Regions from separate parts of the Gossypium hirsutum genome. Here regions 2 and 3 are each linked to region 1. A link is a contact called in public Hi-C data. All regions are on one chromosome and are shown on one strand. The core of a region is the stretch at or near the end of the contact, and the rest is flanking DNA. Distances in the headings are between cores, read along the strand shown.

Evidence for each region. A called contact is a pair of places that touch in the nucleus more often than the background predicts.
Region 2: a contact with region 1 is called in a Hi-C map of leaf, with 2.1 times the contacts expected there. The contact joins the promoter of LOC107948911 here to the promoter of LOC107899317 in region 1. A contact is called at or near these places in 4 of 34 Hi-C or Micro-C datasets (callus and leaf).
Region 3: a Hi-C map of hypocotyl shows a contact between it and region 1, with 1.9 times the contacts expected there. The contact joins the promoter of LOC107948888 here to the promoter of LOC107899317 in region 1. A contact is called at or near these places in 4 of 34 Hi-C or Micro-C datasets (hypocotyl and leaf).

Annotation. Positions count from the first base shown.
Region 1 is chrA04:73,340,499-73,344,968 of Gossypium_hirsutum_v2.1, forward strand. LOC107899317 (probable WRKY transcription factor 49) reads right to left here and starts at 2,494. Exons shown (of 3, transcript XM_016824999.2): 1 at 1,967-2,494; 2 at 1,726-1,872; 3 at 1,007-1,595. The coding sequence starts at 2,220. The coding sequence ends at 1,103.
Region 2 is chrA04:73,174,936-73,179,405 of Gossypium_hirsutum_v2.1, forward strand. LOC107948911 (expansin-A6) reads right to left here and starts at 2,115. Exons shown (of 3, transcript XM_016883572.2): 1 at 1,875-2,115; 2 at 1,349-1,667; 3 at 63-869. The coding sequence starts at 2,040. The coding sequence ends at 560.
Region 3 is chrA04:73,491,944-73,496,413 of Gossypium_hirsutum_v2.1, forward strand. It overlaps LOC107948888 (protein SRG1), which reads right to left and starts at 1,898. Exons shown (of 4, transcript XM_016883546.2): 1 at 1,629-1,898; 2 at 1,263-1,510; 3 at 849-1,173; 4 at 282-763. The coding sequence starts at 1,898. The coding sequence ends at 512. It overlaps LOC107948887 (hsp70 nucleotide exchange factor fes1), which reads left to right. Exons shown (of 6, transcript XM_016883545.2): 6 at 1-246. The coding sequence ends at 12.

The sequences.
Region 1 (4,470 bases), core at 1,244-3,743:
GCTTGTTCAATAAATTGACGAAATAATACATAAAAATACGAGGTGTGACATACACGACCTCAACTTGTCACACAGCCATGTGACCCTTTTTTTTTCTTGTTACCTATCTTTTCATAAAAGTTTTGAACTCGAATATGTTTATAAATCCTATTTTCCTTGGATTATATCATGTGTATTATTTAATGGAATGTTTAAAGCCGAATTTATTTGTGATATGCTTGGTTAACTGTGCTAGCATCCTATAGCTCGGGTTCAACGACTGAACCGGGTGAGGGGGTGTTACAATTAAGTACAAGTTTGTTACCATTCCACCTATATTCATTATTAAACAAATTTTAAAAGAAAACGTTTTTAATATAAAATAATTTATTTCATCTTCATCGTGGGTGTGAAAAAAATCTAGTGTTATTTTACTAATTTTGTTTAAATAATTTGAATTTTTTATTGTTGAAATATAATTTTCAATACATTTTAATCTACTAAATAATTAACTAAATTATATAGTATTTATTATAAATTATTTTTATTAAAATGTATACTAAATAATTAACTAAATTACATAGTATTTATTATAAACATCTACTCAGTCAAAGATTAATCAATGATAATAATGAGTATATGTTTAATATTAGAGAGAAAATAACTCAACAAATATGGAACGTTAGAAGAATTAGATAAAATTGATTAGAATGTTTATTTTTCTTAATTGTATTGTTGACTACTTTTTTAGACTAACGTGATTTATATATATAATAGTTGGATTTTAGGTTTTGTTAATTTTTTAGAAATTTATTATTGATAATTTTATAATAATTAATATATTTTTAGAATTTAAAATTATATAATTGTATAATTACAATTTATACCATCAAATAGAACATTAAAAATTACGATATAATTAAACTCTACCAATCTAGAATTAAAATTCTATAATTACAAGTCATTCAATTATTTTGTTGTGTGGAACCACACCATTAATTTGATCATAATAATAAGAGCAGAGTAATTAGAATTAATAAAAACTTACTATAATTTATTGGGATTTCAACTTCCGGTCCACAAAGAAAAATGTTCACCTAATTAATGCTACAATATATGATGATTATATGAAAACAGGCCAGGGATTATAATTAGGAGACCAAGAGAGTGAAGAGGGTGAAACAGGAGGGGAGCGAGTCTGTGAAGATGAACAAGAGGTGGAATTGGAGGAGATAATATTGTTGTGGAATGGATTCCTTATAATCCAAGGCACTACATCTTCAAGCAACCCTTCCGAAGCTACCTCTTGAGGGCAAGGGCAGCCTTCCAACGAGACAGCTGAGTTGATATTATTTGTTGTAGCTTCTTGGATTTGCATTGTTTGTGGAAGTCCAAAAGCCCGTGACTCATCAGATTCCGAAATGGCCTTCTTGGGCTTCTTGGTTGGTGCATTATTATCATGTTGAAAAGGCTGGTCATTGAGTGGTGGGAAATATGGGTCGACAAAGTGTAGGTGGAGCCCTTCATAGGTGATGATGAGTGTATCTGCCTCATCTCTGGACTTCTCTACCTGCTTCTTCGCGTTGCATCTTGGGTTCGTGCACTTGTAATAGCTCCTGTTTCATCCCAATTTAAAGGAAAACCCACTTACTTAATATGGAAACTTTCAGAACAATAACTAAGCAAGCAGATTTCTATTAGGTTGAGAGAGAGAGAGAGAGAGAGAGAGAGGAAAAAGACAGTGACCTTGGATTAGGGCTGTTTTTGATGGATTTTTGGCCATATTTCCTCCATTTATATCCATCATCAGCCATGCCATTGCCACAGCTTCTGACCTTTAGAGTATACTTACTCTCTATTTTACTCAAATTTCTTTCCAGCATTGATTTAATCCTGTCGAAAAACAAATATTTTGTTAATTTAATTAAGATCAAATGAAACATTAATCATTAGCTCAAAGAAAGATCCAAGGGAAGACCAAACTAACCTAGTGGTCTGCTGGGGTTGATCCTTCCAGTTTGACACTGATGATAAAGCATTCTCAATATCTTCGATCCTCGGCCCTGAATACACATTGGACAGACGTTGTTTACTGACCTCTTCTTCTGAAGTTATCGCTTTGGGCTGAATTGTACCTTGAGATAGGACAAAGAAAAGTGACTCCTCATCAAGAAGCTCTCTTACAAGTTCCTCTTGGGAGCCATCATCAACCCAATCATCCTTCTCACCACCTTCCTCCATTACAGAAGCCTTGCATCAAAAACTTTAAGTTTATCTAATTAAATACTTAGGAGAAGACTCCCAAAAGGATAATGCAATAATTAGCAAGTACAATATTTAGGGTGAAAAGAGGAGACTAGTGGAGCAGATGAACAAGGAAGTTTATGACGTTTAGGTTTTTGAGTGTGAGCCCTCTTGACTTTAAAGTAAGAGTTGCTAGGGTTAGGGTTTTATTTATGAAGATAAGTTGATGGCTTTTAAACATTTATAACTTGACTTTGTTAAAGAATATATTGTCTTTACTCTCCTCCTATTCAATATTTATTTCTATATAATAATAAAATATACTTTTTTAACTATATGGAAATGGAATTTTAAAAATAAAAATATAATCTTTCTCAAGTGTATACCATATTGGTGCTTATCTTGATGGGGGGTTTGATACAATAACTAAAAGTATCTTGACGAACTTGATGGATTATGTTTTATTTGAATCAACTCTGTTTTGCTCTTCATCTGTAGTATGTAAAACTACAAATTTAGTTGCAAACCAGTCATTATTAGCATGTAAAATGGAACAATAAAATTTGGCAATATTCAAGTCCCTTTTCAATGTTAATTCCTGCCATTAATTCCTGCCATAGAAGGTATGGCCCTGATTGTCTTTAAACTTACCGGATTCTGTGTTTTTTAATTGTGGATTTTGTCTTTATACGTTGTTTTCATGGGATGAATGCATCTAACGTGGACAAACCCATCGGACACTTGGACCCCTGTTACAACCAAAGCAAGGGTCAACCGCTAAAGAATAATAATATATAGTATACCTCTCCAAAATTATTTAAACCATAAGTTTATATCATTTGTACAAATGATTGAAGCCTTGAGCAGATATTGTTGGCATAATATTACTAAAATTAGCTCGATAGTGATGATTAACGACAACGTGGTGAAATATGCAAAACTGATGTAAAAGTAAGGAAGGGGTAAAAATAATATTAGAAGATGAGACGATTTAGGGGCAGGTTGCTTGAGAGTGAGGGAAGTTTTATCGGTATTGGGCATTGACTTTGTGAATCCTAGAAAACGAAAGGTGAGTTGAGACAAATTTGTTTTGATTGTCAGAGTGGGCTTAGGTTTAGCCGTTAGCTGCAACAAAGGCCAAAGGCGTGCCAAAGGTGGCTGCTGGTTGTCTCTAGTGTTGGTATGAGACCAAATCCATGTGGACGTTTTCTAAAAAGTCAACGCTGGGATCATTTTGGGGTTGTAATTTAGCGACGCCTGTAACGGGATTGGGGCCCTTGAACCCATATGCTCAAAAATAGAATCACGAGTGAAGAAAATGGAGCAGTTTGACCTGTCCCCGTCGTCTCCAACCAGGCAGAAAACAACATCATGTATGTTATTCATATTACGTACTAAACACGAGTTTATGGAATTTATTTTTTTAATTAAATTAAATTTGAAGTTAGGCCCAAGCAATGGTGAAGGTGGTAGAGCAAGGTTGTTGATGATACAAGAAGGCAGTTTAACTGCTACATAATGGTAGTAGATAAGAGTTAATAGCAAGTGGAATTTAGAGAAAAAGCCCAGGAGGTAATGGAATTTGGTACAACACTTCTTAGTAATCGCAGCCTTGGTAACTTGGGTGGTGAATTAATTAGTTGAAGAGAATAAAAGTCTATGTTCGGTACTGGATTTGGAAGTTTTAGCTTCTTATCTACTGCTGAAGTTCTTAAATGGACTTCTACAAATTTGGATAGATGTTCATGTCCAACTAAATTAATTTTTTAATTACTTTATTTCAAAAGAGGATTTGAAAGCAATAAACCCAAATGTTAGTCTTAAAATGTGTGCTTTTTTAAACACCAATACAATAATATCCCACAATTTACTTTTGAATATAATATATATATATATAATTGCTATTATGCTCATCAACATGTTTAATTAAGCAAATATGCTCATCTTAAAATGGTACGAAGGTTTTAGTCCCTTTTTCTCGAAATTTTAGGGACATAAATTGTTTTTAAGAAAAAACTTAAAAACACGTTTTTTTTTACATATTACATCCTCTTGTTAGACGGATAAATAATAGTGATTTCTTACTTGAATTCTAAGTTCAATTTCTTTTTTAATCATATTTGTATTTTTTTATTTCATGTCCAAGCTTTTTTATTTTTAATTAATAAATATATTGTTTTCCAAAAAAAAATTTAATTCATCTTTTTAATTAATAATTCTTTTATTTATATAAAAAAGTAATAAATA
Region 2 (4,470 bases), core at 865-3,364, 170 kb before region 1:
TCAGAAATGGCCCACTTCCTTTTATCACAATCTTCAATATAATTGCCATTGCAACAAAGACAAAGAAGCAATTGCCTTTTCAATTATTTAACGTAGAGACACAAGAAAGACATTGCAGATCAAGAAAATATTGTTTTGGTTTATCTAAATCTCTCTTATTCTCATAGCAGTAAAAATGAAACTACTATATGACTCGAGTGCTGCGGGCTGCATGTTTTCTTTTGCTTTGCAGCCGCTTCAGCACCCCCACCTTACAACTTTTTTTGCCATCAGCTGGAATTTTTTTTACTGTTACCCACCAGCTTACTTGCAATTCACAAACAAAAGAACTACAAAATGCAACACTCATGACTCAAATCCAACAACACACACAATGGTCACTTGGTGACTTTGCTATCTATTTTTCTTTTCCGTAAAGTCCTACCCAAAAGCCCATTTTTACCCACCCGCCACTTCAAATTTTCCCGAGAAAATAAAGGAAAATTGAAGGGCAGGAAAGAGAAAGTTAAATTGAAGAAGTGGTAATAAAAATTAAAAGGGGAAAGAAGTGTGTTTAAAATCAAACACGGAAATTCTTTGCGGTGAAGGTTTGTCCGAACTGCCAATTAGCTGGTGCCACGTTCCAGGAGGTGGAGGTTCTTCTATCACTGCCCGTCACTCTAAACGAGAGTTGTTGGCCTACCAAAACGGCGTTGGACTGCCAGTTCTGACCCCAGTTACGGCTCATGCTCAACCAACCGGTGTTGGTTCCTTTCACGCTCACCTTCACAATATCCCCCGCACCCGCCACGTTGGTGACCAAAACCAAGTTGAAATAACGGAATCCGTTGATAGTGAATCTAATTCCACCTTGCTTTCGGCATGGCACTCTGTCAATCAATCAATAATTTAATAAGAAGGGTGTTTGTGGAAATTACATAAATTGAAAGCCCTTTTTTCCTGCATTAATGATGGTATGTCGTCAATTTTGTCGTTTAAGGAGGATGTCTGAATGGGCGGAAAATCTTGGTGATCCCCAAATTTACAGTACTGCCCTGGTAATCATTGGGAATCGAGAGAGGAGGGGTGTTTGGGTCATTCCAGGCGTCACAGGAAAACCGTTGGATCTAAGTGTGGGTAAAGGATATTAAATTCTGGATTGATTCTCAAAATCTCAACAGACCCCGAGATAATGAGGTCATAAAGGGCGATTCTTTTGAGGCCCTCCTTTTGCCTTTCCCAAGGAAGTACGTAAAAAGTTATTTTAATTAAAAACAATACTGTGTTTGGTTCCTAAATGTATACACATTTCACCACCCTTCTCTTCGTAAAAATACTAATAAATGGAAGAGTAATGAGGGAGACTGACCTGCGGAAGGAAACGGGGACAATACCAGCACGGTACTCGGCGATCTTAAGGAACATAGGCATGGCAAGGTCAAAGTGAGGGCGAGGAGGGTTACACCAGCCGCCATTATCACTTGGGAGAGCATAGTTAGGAGGGCAAAAGTTAGTAGCAGTAATAAAAATGGAAGGGTTGCCTGGGTGGCACCATCTTGGGTCATCCGTGCACTTGATCTCAAAGCAAGCTCCGCAGCTTAGCCCATTGTTGAAAATGGCTGTGCTTAATGCTGCAGTGTTCACGCCATACCCTTGGCTGTACAGATTCCCATACCCACATGCACCGCCTTAACAAACAAAAAAGGGAAACAATTGAAGGCATTTTAATGGACATGAAGAAAATAATGCAATGCAATAAAATAAAAAAAAAGAAGACGAAACAGAGATTTTGTTGGAAAATGCATGTTAACAAAATGGGTTATTTTTTTACCGCTTTGCACTAGAAGTAAAACAAAATATTAAATGTTATAAGATTAATAGAAAGAAAGAAATACCCATAGTTCCAGAAGCATCACTGCCACCATAAAAAGTAGCATGGGCAGATTCCCAAGAGCCACCAGTGTAAACTCCAGGGATTCTTGCATTCACCATGCCAAAAAGGCACATCAATGAAGCAAAGCATAGCAGTGTCAAGGAAGAAGAAGAAGCGTCAACAGCCATTGTTTTATTTAAAGAGGAAATTATGAGGTAAAAGAAAGAAAGGGTGATTCGTTAACTTTGGGGCGAATGGAAAGCGGGAAGAAAGTTGGGGGGGTACTTATTGAGGAACCGGAAGAGTGAAGAGTGGGGGCCCACAATAAATGAATGCAGTCCATTTCTCATTAACCCCATTTTTCTGCAATTAAAATTCAAACCTCACAACTTTTATTATTACTATTTAAGACATGTTTGGTTTTGTTCCTAAGACTCCGAAATTTGAAGGCCATGTGGCTCACACATGGGCAGTTCTTAATTTTGTTTTAGTCAAAGAGTGGTGCAAAAATTGAAGACCTAATTACCATAATTGGAATGCTTGCACATGCATCCTTCACGTAAGATGGTACTAGAAAGTTTAAGCTTTTTGATTTCACACATAAATCAGTTCTTTTTAGAAGAATCTTTAAAATAAGGTTTAATTATTCAGATTGAAACATTGAAATGCAACACTCATTTGCTTATGGAGAAAATAGCGGTGAAGGCTCAAGTAAAAAAGTCAATATCTCGGATAGGTGTCTCAAAGGTGTTGTTTGAAGAGATGTTTAAATAGGTGTTTGAACAAAAAGTAAATCAGTCCTAACAAGTTCAGAGACATATTAGGAGAATGGAGATAGTACAAGTGTGAAATCATAAATTAAACAAAAAAAAAAGTTAAACTAATACCTAATTATGTAGGTGATTCTTTTTTGTTCACACAACTATAAAAATTCTCAATTTAATCATTAAATTTTTTTCAAAATTTGATTTTGTAGTCTACTGTTAAATGGGTAATGAAAATCTAATAATTTTTAGATTTCTACGTGGGTAAGTAAAGTAGTTTATTGTTTCCTCTTCACTTGACTTAGCCGTCGTCGCCCTACTCCGGTGGCTATTCCTATCCATTTACTTCATTTTATTGAAGGAAAGTAATTCCTCCCATATTGTCACAACAAATATGCATTGGAAAGTAAGTAATGAACCACATAATTAAACATTTTCTATTACTATATTGATAATACAATTTCACAAATAAAGTAGGTGGGACTTTAAAGATGCTACCAATTGAATTCTAAACTTTCAATTTCCAATATTATAAAACATTTAATTGATTCATCAACATTCACAAAATTTATAAGAAATTACTGAATTATTTGAAATATATGCAAACTAATATATATTAAAGTATTGAAAATTGGCACTAGAAGATAAACAGAGGGGTTATTTGCAGCATAAACCCCTTCGTATTATTTATTTTTATAAGGCTTTCTACTTTCTTTTATTTACTAATCTAGCCCTTTCAATTTTATAGTTATTCTTAATTCAAAAATGACTTAATAATATTATTTACATTAATCAGTATATATTTTCACTTAATTATGAAACAAAATTGTCTTGTTTTTTCTCTGTTATTTATAAAAGGTTAATTTTATGACTGATTAATTAATTGAATTTTTTAATTATATTTAAATATTTAACTAATAAATATTAAAAATTATATTTTAATTTTAAATAAATATACATAATGCTCAATAAATATTAAAAATTATATTAGAATAAATAATAAGGGTGCGTTTGGTTCATCAAATCCTAGATTACGTTTAATAATAAAATTACAAGAATGTAAGATTATGTGTGCAATATAAGATTATCTTATTTAGTTTATTTAATTGAAACATAAGATCCATGTGTTTGGTTAATAAAATATAAAATTACCTAAAAATAAATTTTACTAATTTGTCCCTATTATAAAATTTTTATTTTTATAAGCTTAACATTTTTTAGCCTTAAATTTTTTATAAAATTATAATAACTTAAGAAATTTGTTTGCATTACACCTTGATTTTTTTTATATGAACCCAATTTAACAATGCTCTAAAGAACTTGGCTTGCTTTTAATATGAAAAGTGAGGTCATTAGCATCCAAGTTTTATGTTCAATTTAATGACTTCCCAACAAGTATAAAAAGATTGTGCTTTTTTTTTTAAACAATGTGCCTCTCTTTTTTAATTTGTTAATTTTTGTGGCAATTTAGATTTTGTTTGATAATATAAGTTATTAGTACTTATTTTTAGAATTTTTTTGTAAGATAAGAAAAGATAGAGGATTTTATTTTCAAAAAATAGGACCATATAAAAAAATCTAGTTAATTTAATAATTTCATAAAAGAAATAAATTCAAGTTATTAGTTTAACATGAAACACCAAAATGTGAGAGTACAGGATGGACGGAATGTTGAGAATCCAAACACTACAATCTCATTTCAAAATGTAACATTATGAGTCGCAATGTAAAATTCAGTCAACCAAACGTTAATATCATTTTAACATTATTCTATTAAAATTAAATACTTACATGACCTTATTCAAAATTGTGCATTTATAATAACACAAAAATAAATTAAATGTTATTATAAAA
Region 3 (4,470 bases), core at 648-3,147, 150 kb after region 1:
CCTCCAAACTGACGGAAACCAATATTCAAGGTACCAGTACAAAAAATCCAAACCGAATCTGAAAGGGGCTGGGAAATCTACACATATAGGCTGAAGCCGTAGGCTAGTTTATTTATCATATCCTGATAAAATTAGCACTAGATTTGTTTATTTTCACTCTGTTTGTCCTTATTGCACGCTGTTATATGCCTCTGGGTATGTATATTCTCCTTTGGCTTAATGGAAAAAATATTAGTGACATGTAAATACTCGTGTCTTTCTTATTTTTTTTGGTTGTTCATTCAAGTATGGGATAAATTCTAATTCTAGACCGTTTCTTTTTAATTAAGATATGGATACTTGAGGCAACAATAGCGGTGAAGTATCATTTGGTGAAATGAACAAAAACTGCTCTTTGATGGTTACTGTTATTGATCTTTTCTATAAAAATGGAACAGAAACTAAAGCGAGAGTTTGAATCTATGCATCTGGTGTGTGCCTTGGTCCTCAAAACTCCCCATATTTGACTTTCTTAACCTTCAATCTTAGCCATCTGGGTATGTGCTTTGCCCTCCATTTTTTTATTCATGGAGCTTCTCAAATACTCCCCATATCTCACTTTTTTATAAAGCTGCTGTTTTGTTTTTGAGTCGACCATGTGACTTGGGGGCTCAATCTCTACCTCATCGTGCGGAAACAGGAATGATGCATAAGAAATTCTTGCCTTACTATAATTTGCAACTGCTCTTTGCTCAACACTCTTGTACTTGCCATTACTCCATATCTGACACACAAGTAAAATAATAAAAAAGTCAGCTCAAATTTTGTCTTTGCTTACACCAACACCAATGAAAACATGTTTTATTTACCTCAAAGACATCGCCGACATTCACCACCAGTGCATCTGGGATTGGATTAACCGGAACCCACTCGTTGTTATTCTTAATCTGCAATCCACACACATCATCTTCCTGCATAAGTATGGTTATAGTGCTTGTGTCTGAATGTGGGCTAACACCTAGTACTTGGTCAGGTTTGGAGCAGGGAGGGTAGTAGTTCACTCGGTAAGCTTGCACCAATTGTTTATGCAGTCCAAGCAGAGCTTCCTTGTCCATTCCCATGATCAGAGAAAATGATTGAAAGAGCTCAGTTGCAACTTTTCGGATTGCATTTGAATATTCTTTTATGATTTCCCTATATGACAATATATTTGAATTAACATAGCGCAAATACAACTGGAAAATGCAAGTGCTATGATTCGGCCATATCATCTGAATACATACTGGATCCCTTTTGGTGAATTGGGCCAAAACTTGAGCTTCCTATAATGTGAGGGGTGAACCAAAAGTATGAGTGCATCCGACCAGTCCAGTATTTGATCTTCGGAAACGACATATGCATGCCCATACCCTTGTATGTCGTCTGAGGGCATGGCATACTTGTTTTTCTCTTCTAGTGAAAGCTTAAAAAACTCGGCTGCAGCATCCTTCATTTTCTGCGATACTTGCTTTGCAACTCCATGATTTACCACCTGCCAAAATTCCATCAATTGTAACTCTAAAAAGGCGGCCAACTTTTCTTTGTCATACTTGAAATATTGTTCATTTTTTACACCCTACCCTTCATATTCTTTCACTAACAATACATACCTGAAAGAAACCCCATTCTCGGCAAGCCAGATCCAGTTTGTTTAGCTCCTCATTGTTTCCCATTAACAGCAAAGACAAATCAATGACAGGAATAAATGAAGAAAGATATGACGTATCAGTATCTTTTGGCCTATCTTCCACTTTCCTAACATATCTTTGTGGAACCTGAAAAGGATCCTTCCTCACCAGCTCTTGAACATTAGGAACTGGAATTGATGGAGCATAAGTGGGTGCCTCTTCATTGTCTAGAAAGGTTCCATTTGAACCCATGGTTTCCCGTATTGTGGAGACCCTGGCACATTTTCTTCCTATTTATAGTCTACTGCTTAAGTTAGCCGCCCTTGCTAATTTTTTAACCGTTAGCTCTAGTGGATATTACTCTTCCCCTAAAAGAAAGATTCCTAATTAGATATTGTATTAACCCGAAATTTGGTTTTATTATAATGTAATTTACATGGATGGGATATTAGTTTACTAAGGCTTTCTCCCCCTATGCATTTGGGATCCGTTCGATAAAACGAAAATTTTCACCTCAAGATATCTGGAGTTATGGATATTAGACAATAGCTATACCATTTTAGTAGTTTAGGTCAGTTGTCATACTGAATTTGGGTTTTTCCGTTTTCTTCTTTTATGGACGGCAGAGGAGAATTATACATTGTTAAACACTACAACTTATGTACTTTTCGATGTGTCATTGTCAATAGAGGCAAGCCCCTTTCGAGCTCCAAGTGTTAATCTATTTGCTCCTTACTTAGAAACTGTTGGAACGTTGAGACACCCTATGTCGCAAAGGAAAAATAATTTCGGCGATAATAATTTATGAATATTCATGTACAAGAACGGATACGGGTTGAGAAAGATTGAAATTATATTCTAAACGCTCTAAAACTGCATTGGTATGGGGTTGATTCCTCTCACGATGTCACAACCCTTAGTTGCAATGAAAGAGTCCTAGCCTCTACGTTTCTACGTGATCCACCCGACAACTACGACCGGAAAAATCCCCTAAAAAACCTATTTCAAGAATTTTTGCTCAAAAATTGAAATCACACAAAGTTAGCTGTGTTTCTATTTTGACAAGTCCTTTTTGTTTCTATTCAAAACGACTTGAATGTAAGGATTAAAGATTAATATCCTTTCCTTTTATTCAAAAACATGTTTTGAATGCACACAATCACATATAACAATTATTAAAGGATTGCCATAAAATGATATTCTCTCTAAAAGAAGATGATTATTTGAAATCTCTTAAAATAATCATTAACTGAAAATCACTAGATATCTAATTGGTAATTTCGGGCTCAGCCACAAAGTTATTTCACTATAGTATTGTAGCTGGGCTCTCCCCAATTACATAACATTACAAAAGTTACTCGACCAGTGCTCATCCAATAATGTTATCATAAGTGTGTTACCCTCATATGATATTCTTAATCTCTTTAGGATAAATACATTCTTCCAATATAACCCTATTTTATTTCATGGTAATCATTACATCTTCCTTCATGAAAAGTAATTACTATCAAATAGTAATTAAGTCATCCATCATAAAGACAAATGACCCGTGACCACGTTTGCTTTTCATCTATCATGTAATACCAATGAGAGGATATCATTTACCCATTCCTTGGGCTATGAGTTCCACTATTGTGAATGATGCTACATACTGCAAAAGTCCCAATACACCAACTTTTGATTCCTTATCTATTTGAACTCAGGCTTCTACTTATATCAAAGTATACAAGTCATGCATATATAGTCCACCATCCACTTTGGGTTAAGGTATGGCACACTTTGAACATCACAAGTGATTAAATCCATAAACAGATTCATGATCTGTTACACTTGGTTCTGTCCGATGTACTGTCAATCCAGTCAACTCCCTAATTGGATTATAGACGACATACTTGTCTTTCAATCAATTTGCTCATTTCTGATTAGACTAAGGACATGTTTAAGTTCATCTACTAATATAAGTTGTCTTTTCGTATTACTATCTGACCACGTAGTACTGCTCAGAATTAGTTAAACATTAAATAACCAGTGAGCTAATATTTGCTTCCATTTTCCTTTGCATGCAAAAACCATTAAGGACAATATGAAAAAAATATTAATATAATTCATGGATATTTTTATTAAACCAATCTGATTGAAAAAAATATAAATATACAAATGAATATACTACACTTAGGGCATTAGATTTAACAGAAAGATGTAATGGTTACCATAAGATAAAATATGATCATATTGGGAAAAAGAATTTATCCCAAAGACATTAAGAATATCCTATGAGTTTAATATATTTATGATAAGATCATTGGACGAACACTTGATAAGTAGATTTCGTAATGGTATATAATAATGGAGAGCTCAGTCATGATACTTTAGTGGAATGACTTCATGACTAAATAATGTGTAATTAATAAGCGAAATGATTCATGACTAAATAACGTGTCATTAATAAGCGAAATGATGGAACTTAAGTACAAATTATTTGAGCCCTAATTATATATGTTCAATCTGTCCCTCCACGAGCTCGATATAACCAGAAACAAATTGCATGTAGAATCAATAATAAGAAATGAATTAAAACAATGAAGCATAATAAATGAATTGCATATATCACTATATGTAGTTAACGCATTTTCTTGCTAAGTAGAAAATATGACTTAGAAATTAAATTAAATTTTTCGAGTAATTATTTAATTAATTATAACTATAGAATTGAAGTTCGAAGTGGAAAGTAAATTAGTAGTCATCATAGATTTGTTAAATAAGAAAATTAAATATAATTTCCTCATAAATTGTAACAGCCCTAACCCGGCCTAGATGTTATGGT